Linked DNA regions of Columba livia: region 1 is linked to region 2. A link is a contact called in public Hi-C data. All regions are on one chromosome and are shown on one strand. Each heading gives the region's core, a stretch centred on a gene start, on an enhancer-like site or on the middle of the called end of the contact. The rest is flanking DNA. Distances are from core to core; before and after follow the strand shown. Region 1 overlaps SLC39A11 (solute carrier family 39 member 11). Region 2 holds the start of SOX9 (SRY-box transcription factor 9).

Region 1 (5,652 bases), core at 2,468-4,967, 100 kb after region 2:
ACTGAGCTGCCAACTTCAGTAGAAGCAGCTCTTATTTAAACTCATCCAGCACTGCCTCCACTTTGCTCTTTAACCTGCAGCATCCAGCCCAGCCCAGGGCAAACCCTCCCTGGCAGACCCAGCATCACCCCATCCCAGGACCTGTCCTGAGCACCACAGGCACAGACGAGAGCCAGGTCTGCACCGGGGAAACGTCCTGGCACACACCAGAGCCAGGTCCGCACCGGGGGAATGTCCCGGCACACACCAGAGCCAGGTCCGCACTGGGGGAACGTCCAGGCACACACCAGAGCCAGGTCCGCACTGGGGGAACGTCCCGGCACACACCAGAGCCAGGTCCGCACTGGGGGAATGTCCAGCGTCTGCTCCGGGGCCAGGCTGGGGGGCCCAGCTACGTGATGGGTTTCACAGGGCACTGGCTCAGTATTTTACTGTTTACGCTCTTTTCTCTAGCCAAGTGTAGACGGGTTTTCTTTCTCCTCGACTGTGGAAAGGTGAAGCAAGGACATCTGCAGCCAAGCAGCATCCAGACTTGGAGAGGTCTGGCAGCAGCATTCAGTGCTGCAGCAATTCTAATTTACAACTGTGCTCACGGTAACCTTGGAGAAACGCAGAAATTGGACTCCTAATCCCCAAAATTAAAGAGTATCCAGAAATCATAATTTGGGAGTTTTCTTTCTTATGAGCTTTCCACTACAGGACTTTGTTTCTGGCTTAAGAAAGTTGGCTTTCACAGACAGCCTTGAGTATTAAATCCAACATTGACATGCGGCTCATCATCCCAGAGGATCCCAAAACCCTCTGCAAGCAAAACTCCACCTCCTGGGGAGACTGTGTGGACCGAGCTCAGAGCTCCTGGGATTTAAACCTGACTTGCCTGTTCACTTAGAAGCAGTGGCAGGTCTATAACATCTTCCCGCTGCCACAGCGTGAAGCTCTCCAGCACCGAGGGGTTTAGAATAAAACCACAGGCACTTAAACCAGCGCTGCAAGGCTCCTGGGCAGGGGAAAGGGACAACGCACCGGCAAAGTGGCCACGCCAGCGATGCCACCAGCCTTCCCCCAAGGCGAGTCTTATCACCCCATGGCACGGCAAACAAGCAATAAAGGGTTTGGTTTGTGTGTCTGGGAGGTGACAGCTGTGGTCCATCACTGCTGGGCTCCCCGGCTGCGCTCCAGATGGGGCGGCTCGCTTTCATCTCCATGCACCGTGTTCAGCTTAAACCCCAGCAAAGAACTGAGTGCAACGGTAAAAAGAAAAAATATATATATTCAAACAGCAGCTTAGAACAAGCAAGGGAAACAAAACATAAAAAATAGGAAATACAAAAATATAAAGAGTTGGAAATACAAAATTGGAACCTCCTTCACGGCTGGACTTTTCCTTTGACCAAAGTTTCTGAAGACCCAGCAACACCGGTATTTAACTAATGAGGTCAGAGTAGAAGCATATCCAAAGAGCAAAGGTTGCTCCAGTGCTTGTCGCTTTCAAGCGCCGGCCGCAGGTGCTGGCCGTGCCCATGGGAAGAGCTCTGCCGCCGCAGCCAGGTGTCACACACGCGCGTCACCCCTTGGCCCGGTGACTTGTCCTGTCTGGGCATGAGCTGCCCATGTCCTTGGTCTAGAGCGAGTAAACACACGGTTATCTCCCCTCGGCAAACAACTGGGCCATTAAGTGACGGGACTCAGACAATATTTAATTACCCTGATCGTGGGAAGGGGACAGCAAGGGGGAGGCAGAAACTGCAGGGGAAATTCCACAACCGGAGATTAAACGGAGCTGCAAACCAGTGCTGACAGGTTAACAGACAGGTAATATCCCAGCGGTGTTTGCTCAACCAGGCGAGCTGCCCAGAGGAAGGGTGAACACCACGTCCCAAGCACCCGACAGGGAGAACCCCAAATCCAGCACGGGAGAGCAGGACACTTCTCCTCCGCCAGGCAGGGACATCCCTGGCACCAGGACTCATCTCCTAGTGGAGCAAAGTCCGTTTCTACATCAACATGGTGGACCACATCTCAGTGTGGCCAGCCCAGAAGAATCTGCCCTCTGGGGTGTTTGACACCCCAAAGCCTCTCCCAGCAGCTCCTCCATCCCCAGCTCCCGGGGCAGAGCGCTGAGCATCCCTGTTCTTCATGTGCCCTCTCAGGCCATGTCCCCCAAGGAGTTTGGGAACCCTGGCACAGCAAGTGAGGTCCACGGGCTGCCGAGCACCATGCAGGCTGCATTCGGCAGCAGGAGCTAACAAGTGATTAATAGAGGTTACAAGGCTGCACCAGGCAGACAGGAATTTGTTATGAAGGGCAACGAGCACATCAGTGAAAGGTGTTTAAGAGCCCAACAGGTTGTTTATAACCCTCCGTGAACAACTGATTAGCCATTAATCCTCTGTTAGTGCTGCTCTTTCGGAGCGAGGACTCTGCCAGGTTGGCAGAGAAGCAGAAACACTTGAGCAAGAAACCCTGAAGCACTCAACTCAAACCTCCCCCCCCAACAAAGAGCACCCGAGCTGCTCCCTTTGCCTTCACACACGGCGCAGGTCGCTTGGAAATGAGCAATAGGATATTCCAAGCAAGAGGAACATGCTCTCCACTCCAGCATGTATTTGTCTGAACTTTGTTTCCAAAGATTTGCTTATCACTCCTATCGCATAGCATCTCCCCCCCTCAGCCAGCCTCTCCCGCCCCGTGCCAGCTCAGTCACAGGGAAAGACACAAAAAAAACAATTGAAACCTCATCAGCTGAAAGGCAAGGAGGAAAAAGTGCTCTACAAATGTCTTATGGATTCACAATCATTGTGGCACTTTACTGCTTCTGCTGCTGAAGAGCATGGATGTGCTGGACCATCATAGAGCTGAGCTCAGTATCCTGCTCCAGCCAGAAATTTTACACATGGGCTCTCGGATAACTTCAGTGACTTGCAAGTCCCAGGCTTCTTAACTAGGGGGCTTTAGAAAATCCTAGCCCTAATCCTTCTGCACTGTGTTCACCGCCTTTCCCTTCTGTAAAAAGGGGATAATATCTTCCTGCCCCAGAGGAATATTATAATACAAACGCTGGTTTGGAGCCAGTCAGAGGCTGCAGCGATAAGAGCCCTGTAAGGAGCTGAGCACAGAGCCCCCCAAGGAGCCGCTCCCCAAACGCGGCTGCAGCGGTGCCGGCCCTTTGGGAAGGGAACCCATGTCCCAGCAGCTGCCACCTCCACGGAGAGAGGAAAATCGCATCCAGAGATACCTGCACATCTTGGGCACATCAGGGTCACTCCTCTGCCCCTCTGTCCTAAATACAGCACGGGGCAGACTGTGAGGAGCAAAGCCAAGACCAAACGTGCGGCCTCCTCAGGGCTCTGTGCTTTGCCACCATTGCCCTAGACAAGCTCAGATAAGTTACTTTGCCTTTCAGAGCCTCAGTTTCCCCTCTTGAACAAGGCAACGGAAGCAAACCCCACTTCACCTGCACATCCAGAGGGGTTACCAGCCCGAGCCCACCAGTGCTTTACAAAACCCTTGGAGAGCATGGCAGGGAAAGCGTGAGAAAAGCCCAAGACATGACGGTTGTTTTTATGATTAAGAAATTCAGGCTGAGTCAGAGTCAGAGCCGCGTGTTCCCAGAGGCCGGGAGCACACACCAGACACTCAGACTGGTTTCCAAAGGGATTTCAGTGCTTGTCCCCAAAGGGACTGAGCAACAGCCCATGGCTAATGGAGACCCAGCACCTCGGGGTTCCCCTCAGCCCAGTCCAGCAGAGCTGGAGGGAGATTTTGGGCCATCACTGGCAGGGGAGGCAGGATGCCCAGGGGATGCACAGCACAGTTTCACACACGAGTATTTCCAACCGCATACTCAAAATTAGCTATTTTATCACACAGGTGCCTCCTGCAAAAGAGGACGTAGAATCTTGACTCGTCCCTGCAAACAGTGTTGCCCATGAGGAATGCACAACTTCCCTTGCCCTTTAAATCACTCCTCTCCCTCCCTCCTGCCCACACCCACTCATTCAGCGATATTTATTATCGCTACCGATTTCTTAATCTCCAGCACATGATGCAAGAACAGAACTCAGAACAATGTTACACATTAAAACCCGGCCACAAAACAGAGATGTGGGAAAGCTCTTCTCCGCACCGTAAAGTAACTGGGCAAAGCGGGATCGGGGCAGCAGCTCGGCCCCCCGGCAGCGGGCACAGCCCAGACCGGCTGCTTGGGGAAGGATGTCAGAGGTAAAAAACCCCAAATTGCTTTTCCCTGCCTCCCCTGGGACTGTCTCAAATGAGTCACTGTCCCATGACAGGACAGAGCGAGTGGCCGGGCAGGACTCCCAGCTGCAAGTTCTGTCCTTCCACAGAAAGGACTTTTACTGGTGCCGGTTCAGAGGATGCTGGGGTGGTTGGAGGTCATCTCGCTGCTCTGCAAACTCCATCTCAGGCCCGGTCCCTGCACTGCGGGACAGAGGCAGTCGCACCCTTTATTCTTTCATGGCATCTCCTAAATTTGGTCCTAATCCCAACCTGCCTTTTCCTCCAGCAAAAAGTAAAGCCCCTTGCAGCTGGTCCAGCCAAAACTCCTTCCCAAGAGCAAAGAAAAGCCTGGAAGTAAAGAAACTGCAGAAGAGCGTGTCAATAAAAGCCTTTAGAGCCTTGGTGAGGTTCCTGCAAGTGCAGCAAAGCTTCAAAAGGAAAGTGTCAGAGTTTCATGGGCAAAAGACACCATTGCCAGCCCTGGAAGAAGCCAAGTATGGCAGATGATGGAAAACAAAGCTGGAAGAACAAGGAGGAGAGAGAGGGGGACAGAGCAGGAGGGCAGGGGGTGGAAAGAGAGCAGGATCTGCCTGAAGCAAGATCTACAGCCTGTTCCTAAAACTTCCCACTTGTGTGCCAGGCACTCCCGCATACTAATCAGAACTGAGAAAATATCAAACAATTAGGAAGGAAAGTCTCTTGGCAGGGTTTCTCCTGGAGACGTCGGGCTGGTTTTGTTTATGAGCTAGAGGAAGTGGTAACCGCTCCTGTTTGTTCTACTGAAGAAAAGAGAAAGCTCCAGTGTTTTAATTTCTCCGCTGAAAACCCTGGAGATTTCGCCTTAAATGGATCAGAATGGCTGATCTAGATTCACCCTCAGCCTTTTGTTACAAGAAAATATTTTAAGTCATTTTCTCCCTCCCATTCTGCGTGGGGAAAGAAAGGCGCAGTGGACACAAAGCAGGCATTTTTGTGCTCAGAAAATATCAATGAAAAGAGCATTCCAGAGGACAAGGGCACAGCACAGCGCCCGGGCCACGGGAGATGTCCTTGCAGAGCAGCTGGGCAGATGCATCCCCGAGGAAGGGCAGGTATACCAACGCAAAGTCTCCTTTGCATTCTAAAGGCGCACGAGGAGTTCACATGAAGTTCTTAAACAAGCTTTTTTTGCCTTGCAGCTGACACAGGAGGCTGGGAGGGGGTCAGGACAGCAGCAGGGTGGGCACACATGCTCCCACCCATTTACCTGAAGGTACAACCCACAGTTCATTCAACACAAAGTCCCCATATCAACATTTCATTTGGTTTTAAAGGAAGTTGTGTCAGGAGGGCTTGAACTGGCAACCTTGGCAACTTAAACCAGGTTTATGGTGGTTTATATTGTAAGAGTGAGGCACAAGGCACGCACGGGAG
Region 2 (5,897 bases), core at 2,184-4,683:
TTGCCAAACTGAAATCAATGCACAGTGTTGTCTCCAGCTCAACCCGCAGCAATTTTGGAGGGCGACACGTTATCACAACAGGCCAGAGAAACAGATCTTTTAAAAATTAATGCAAAGATGGAGATAAACCATATGAAGGAATTCTGAGCTAAATTAACTAAAGCATCAACATCTTGTGCTACGCGGGAAAAACCCGAGAGGCTGCTTGGCTGCTGGAGTTGTTCTGTGCTGGGTGGGATGCAGCATAACTCTCATTTTTAATAACGGGAGAATTTTTATAGAAGGGGAGCGATAATTATACTGCAATTAACTGCTCCGCGCCATCCCCAGGACCTGCCCGCCAAAAGCCACCGTCTGAAAATCACTGGAGCAGACAACACCCGATAAATTCAAAGGCACGATTGTGTCTGGCATTCACGTTTTGTGCCACCAAACAATGATTGATACAGTTTTGATATCAAATTCACAAGATCTGCAGGAATGCCTTTGTTCTTAGAGAATTCCGCTAGAACCCAAATCCCCCAGTTTCGCCCCCATTTTGCACCGTGGCAAACACGAGCAGGAAAGTGTTTCTGTGGATGGGGAATTGGCACCAGCTCCTCCTCGGGTTTGTCACCGAGCAGGGGGACCCATTGGTGCTGGAGCAAGAGGCGCCACCGCCCCGGGGTGGTGTCAGAGGGGATGGGAGACGTCACAGCATCCCTGGTGATGTCACAGCATCCCAGGTGACGTCACACCCAGACTTTAGGATGGCACAAACGTCACCGGACGCAAAGGGGGAGCTGGATCAACCACCCCCAGCTCCCACAGAACACCCGTAGAATACAATGTATTTCAGCACAACCGCTCCGATACACATAAATATTGTATTTGAAAGAAAAATGTCCCCAGATTCGCAACGCGGGTGCTATTCCCTTTGCTACCAAAGCTCCTGCCTCCTTCGCTCTCTGCTCAGAGAGTTGCCTAAAACCCAGTGGTTTGACTTAGCACAAGGCAGAAAAAATCACCGACCGAGGGCTGCAATCCACACGCTGCTCCTAAAAGCCTTCCCTGCTACCCGAGCTTGCTGCTTACCGTAAAACAACGTTAATTCTTTCAAAAGAAAAGAAAACTTCCAATCTGACGTAAAAGCAGCAACAGCTTGTCACTTTAAAGGAAACTTCCAGCCTCGCAAAATGACCGTGATTAATCAACTTGTCCATATTGTTCAAATAGTCTGTAGAGCAGAAATTAGAAATAATAATTCAGAAATTATAAAATTACACATGCTAACGTAACTGGAAAGCTCTTTGCCATTTCTCTTTTGTTTATTGTTCAAACTTGTCAAACCACTTTCTTTTGTTAAAACAGATTCTTGTGCAGTGAAAAGGCAGAGCCCCTTTCAGCAGATGGACCTTCGGAATGAAAAATGTTCTAATTATTACGCTTTTCATTAAATCAATTATCCTCCCAAATTGTTTTTGTGTGGAAAGCCACGGAACAATCTGTTGTCACCAGACTTTTCTCCTCCAGGTACATTTGTTCAGGTTTTTGCTACAGCAGCTCCAGCTGAGATAAGAACAATCTAGTGCCTGAGTTTTCTTTGATGCTCCTATAACAAATACATCTACCAAAAGAGATTTGTTAAGCTAAACTCCGTTTGTGCACCAGCCTCGAGCCGAAATTGCCAAGGGAATATATTTCCAAATCATCTCCTTTAACATTCGCTATACGTTTACCTTTTTCCACTGCAAATAATGATACAAAATTCAGCGTATCTGCTCCTGTTTAGCAAAGTAAAGCTACGTAAGGCTGTGAGAACCCCTGTTCGGTGCCACAGGCACGAGAAACCCCAAATGCTCACCAAAAAAAGTCCCCCCTGCTCTCAGCCCCCTGCTCTGTCAGACAAAGGGAACAGGACACTTACCTTTCAACTCCCCCAAAGAAAACTACTCGCCAAAAGTTTGCAAGTGGAAGAAAAAACCCCAACAAAACAACCAAAGTCTCAGGGCAAGATAGCAAAAGACAAGCAGGGTCTGCCGGGGAGGTTGCTTTCAATCGTATTTATTCAGAGCTCCTTCCCCCGCTGCCTTTTTCCCTTTAACTTTTTCTTTCATGTGCCATTTCCAATACCTTTAAAACACACTTATTAACGGGACGGTGACAATGGCGATAAGGGATCCACGGCTCCCGAGCGGCCGCTGCCCCGCAGACCGTGCGGCAGGACAAGGCAGCAAATAAAGCGTAAAGCACCAACTTTAATGCTGGAGTTGAGATGAAAAATCACCCCGTGCGGGTTTGGTGAAGGCAGAACTGGTGAAACGTCTCCCCCAAAAACCCGCTGGTGGAGCCCGGAGTGCAGAGGAAGGAGAGCGGCTGCAGATTCGGTTCTCCGCGAACACCCCCTCTCCTTTAAACCTTGCACCATGAAATCGGCTTTATTTTCTGATCATGACACCTCTCCCGCCAGCATCCCTGCTATTTAATTCTTACGTGTATGGAAAGCAGTTTGCTGATAAAAAGCAAATACCGTATGATTCGCTACAAAGAGAAATATTTGCGTTTATCTGGGGATAGCCCTGGAAAGCTCCCAGCGCTTATTTGTTTGCTACTTTGTTGTTTTGTTTTGATGATAAGAGTTGGTAAACCCAGCAAAACTTTCTGGGGAGGTGGATGGGGGGGGGGTCGGCTCCTTCCCCTTGCAGAGCTGCAGCACCAGCTTCACCGGCCGCAGCGGAGCCGAAACATAATGTTAGAAAGAGAAATAAATGGGGGGGTTAAGGGGACGGATCTACAGCGCGGCCGGACGGGCGCTGCTGCGCCCCCACCAACAACAAAAAAAAAAGAGTAACTTTGGGGCATTTTGGGTTTCACGCACCCCCCGTGTCCGCCCCCGAACAGCCCAGCGCGGGGGGCGCGGACACCCCTCCCCGCGGGTGCGCAGCGCTCCCCGCCCCCGCGCTCCCCGCGCCGTTCCTGGGCCTTTGGCGCCCCCTCTGGACGGCGGCGCGCACCGCCCGCGGGTCCCGCCGCGCCGCGCTCCGGCCCGCGGGGCCCCCGGGCGCCGCCTCGCTCCTCCATCGCCGCTCCGCACCCGCGGAGGGCAGCCCGCGGGAGCAACTCGCAGCGAACCCCCACCCGCGCTCGCAACGGTTATTCCTTAACTCCCGGGAAAGCAGAAAATGCCGCGGCGGGCGGAACGGCGCCGAGGGGAACGGAGTCTGAGACCCGGCGCCGCTCCGCACCCGCGCAACCGGCTCCGTGCACCGCGCCCCGCCCGCAGCGCCCCGTCCACCCGCCCCCTGCGCGGCGCTGAGCGGCGCTGCGCGCCCGCCGGCCCCGCCCCGCGGCAGCGGCTCAGCCAATGGCGTGCGCGCCAGCCCCCGGGGGCCGCCCTCCCATTGGCGGAGCGCTCCCGAGCCGAAATCGCCGCGCAGGGTATTTATTCCCGCGCCGCGGCGCGGGCCGCAGAGCCGCGCTGGAGACCGGCGGGGCACCTGGGCCCGTCCGCCACCCACGGCCCCGCGCCGCCACCCACGGCCACCCCCCTTGCTCCCGTCCTTTCTCTCCTACAACTTGCAAAAGTTTCTCTCCTCACCTTTTTTTTTTTTGTTTTTACTTCGAAGGGTAGGGTAAAATAATAATAAACTTTTGCAAACTTTTTTCCAGCTTTCTCCTGCTCTCCCCAGCCGGTGGAGACTTCGTCTCTCCTACTTTTACTTTTTTAACTCTTCCCTACCCCTTAGCCACCTGATTTTTTTTTTATTTCTATTTTTTCATCCCCTGTCCCCCCTCTGCCAATTTCTCGCATGAATCTCCTAGACCCCTTCATGAAAATGACAGAAGAACAGGACAAATGTATCTCCGATGCCCCCAGCCCCACCATGTCGGATGACTCTGCCGGGTCCCCCTGCCCCTCTGGATCCGGCTCGGACACGGAGAACACCAGACCCCAAGAAAACACCTTCCCCAAGGGTGACACAGACCTGAAGAAGGAGAGCGACGAGGACAAGTTCCCGGTGTGCATCCGAGAGGCGGTGAGCCAAGTGCTCAAGGGCTACGACTGGACCTTGGTGCCTATGCCGGTCCGGGTGAACGGATCCAGCAAAAACAAGCCCCACGTGAAGAGACCCATGAATGCGTTCATGGTGTGGGCGCAGGCGGCCCGGAGGAAGCTGGCTGACCAGTACCCGCATCTGCACAACGCAGAGCTCAGCAAAACCCTGGGCAAGCTCTGGAGGTGAGTGTGGAGGCCGGGACGGGTCAGCGGGGGATGCTGGGGGGAAGGCTGCAGCCTACAAAGTCCACTCGAGCTTGTACCAGTGCTCAGAGGATGTGGAAGAGGAGGGAGAGGATGGTCTCAAGCCTGGAAAACTCACTGAAAACTTTTGCATGTGCTGGCAAACTTGTTTGGCGTGGGAGAAGACAGAATAATAGGGGAAAAGCAGGGAAAGTAGTTCCCCGAGGCTGCCTTCTAGTCTTGCAAGTAGTTTCTCAAGCAATGCCCTGGGTGGCAACTGGACCCGACAGGTTGGGGGGGGGACTAGCAGAGCCCCCCGGCTGGGCGAGCGGGGCCTGCCTTGGCGTTTGTTTGTTTGTGCTCTTGTCCAGAGGAAATGATGGTTTTCTGGATTGCATCAGCTTGGCCCGGGAGGAGAAGCGATGCGAGGGGAGGGGGCGGCAGGAGCCGGCGCAGGGCGAGCGCTGGCCACGCTGTGCCAAGCCCGGCTTTGGGGTGGGTGCGATGAGTGCTGCGTGGCCGGGTGCCCTCCGACTGCCAAAATGAGGCAGGGAGGGGAGAAAAACAGAAGGCAAGTGAGTCACCTGGCTGCCTCTGTGACTGCAGGAGGAGTGGGGGATGAATCCTAAATTTGTGGCTGCTCTTAGGGCAGGAGGAGAAAGCAGTGAGCAAACCTGGCCCTGGCAGGCAGGGACGGGGCCGTCACCTGTAGCACCCCGGGCACAGGACGTACCCCCTTGCAGGGGTGGCTGGGGAGGGACAAGGGCCAGACCTTGTTACCAGTTTCTCACCTCCTGTTCAGCCGCCATAGCAATCCAGCTATTTGGGCTGGAGGGGACAGCAAGGGGATGACAACCAGTGTGTGCCCCAGATGAGGGGTTAAACATCATGGGGGGCTTTGCATGCCGATTCAGGGGGCGGAGACGAGGTTTGTGCTGCTGTTAATGCCATAGTGGGGGCAGCCGGTATTGCCTCCCAGGAGCTGCAGCCCCTCAACCCTCACATCCCCCCCAGGCTGCTGAACGAGAGTGAGAAGCGTCCCTTCGTGGAGGAGGCCGAGCGGCTGCGGGTGCAGCACAAGAAGGACCATCCCGACTACAAGTACCAGCCGCGGAGGAGAAAGTCGGTGAAGAACGGGCAGTCGGAGCAGGAGGAGGGCTCCGAGCAAACCCACATCTCCCCCAACGCCATCTTCAAGGCGCTGCAGGCGGACTCCCCGCAGTCATCCTCCAGCATCAGCGAGGTGCACTCCCCCGGGGAGCACTCGGGTAGGTACCCACAGCCCCACCAGCTGTTACAGGGCGGGGGGGGGGGGGGTTAAGTCACAACCACCTAAGAAAAGTTGCATCCCGAACTAGTCTGACACTGGGATTCGGTAAGGGGGGGGGAAACAGGAGAGAGACCCAGAAATGCAGTGAGAAGGGGTCGGCTGCACCCGGGGAGCTGCTCGCAAATGCTGTGGCCACTTGCACCCCGTGAGAAACGCTAATCCATACTTTTTAAGAAAATAAACCAAAAGACAGCCCCGGTCTCGCAGCTCCCGTCTGAACGCTCGGTTACGTTACCTGGTGCGATAGACGGGCACCGATAGGGCTCGTCCATGTTCCTCGCACCTGGCAATGTTTGTGTTGCCCTACGCAACCGCGTTCAGAAGCGACGCGCTGCTCTGCGCCCGCGG

What was found. Hi-C and Micro-C count contacts between places; a contact is called where the count stands out from the background.
Region 1: a Hi-C map of liver shows a contact between it and region 2, with 2.6 times the contacts expected there. The contact joins the enhancer-like site here to the promoter of SOX9 in region 2. A contact is called at or near these places in 2 of 2 Hi-C or Micro-C datasets (crop and liver).

The regions. Positions count from the first base shown.
Region 1 is chr18:12,601,139-12,606,790 of bColLiv1.pat.W.v2, forward strand. All of the region lies in intron 6 of SLC39A11 (solute carrier family 39 member 11), which reads right to left. Among named protein-coding and RNA genes, the nearest start is that of SLC39A11, 100 kb to the right of the region's middle. Within about 2 kb of position 3,718, at least 1 of the 3 cell types and tissues checked has an H3K27ac peak away from gene starts, as active enhancers do.
Region 2 is chr18:12,499,366-12,505,262 of bColLiv1.pat.W.v2, forward strand. SOX9 (SRY-box transcription factor 9) reads left to right here and starts at 3,434. Exons shown (of 3, transcript XM_065035048.1): 1 at 3,434-4,219; 2 at 5,234-5,487. The coding sequence starts at 3,789.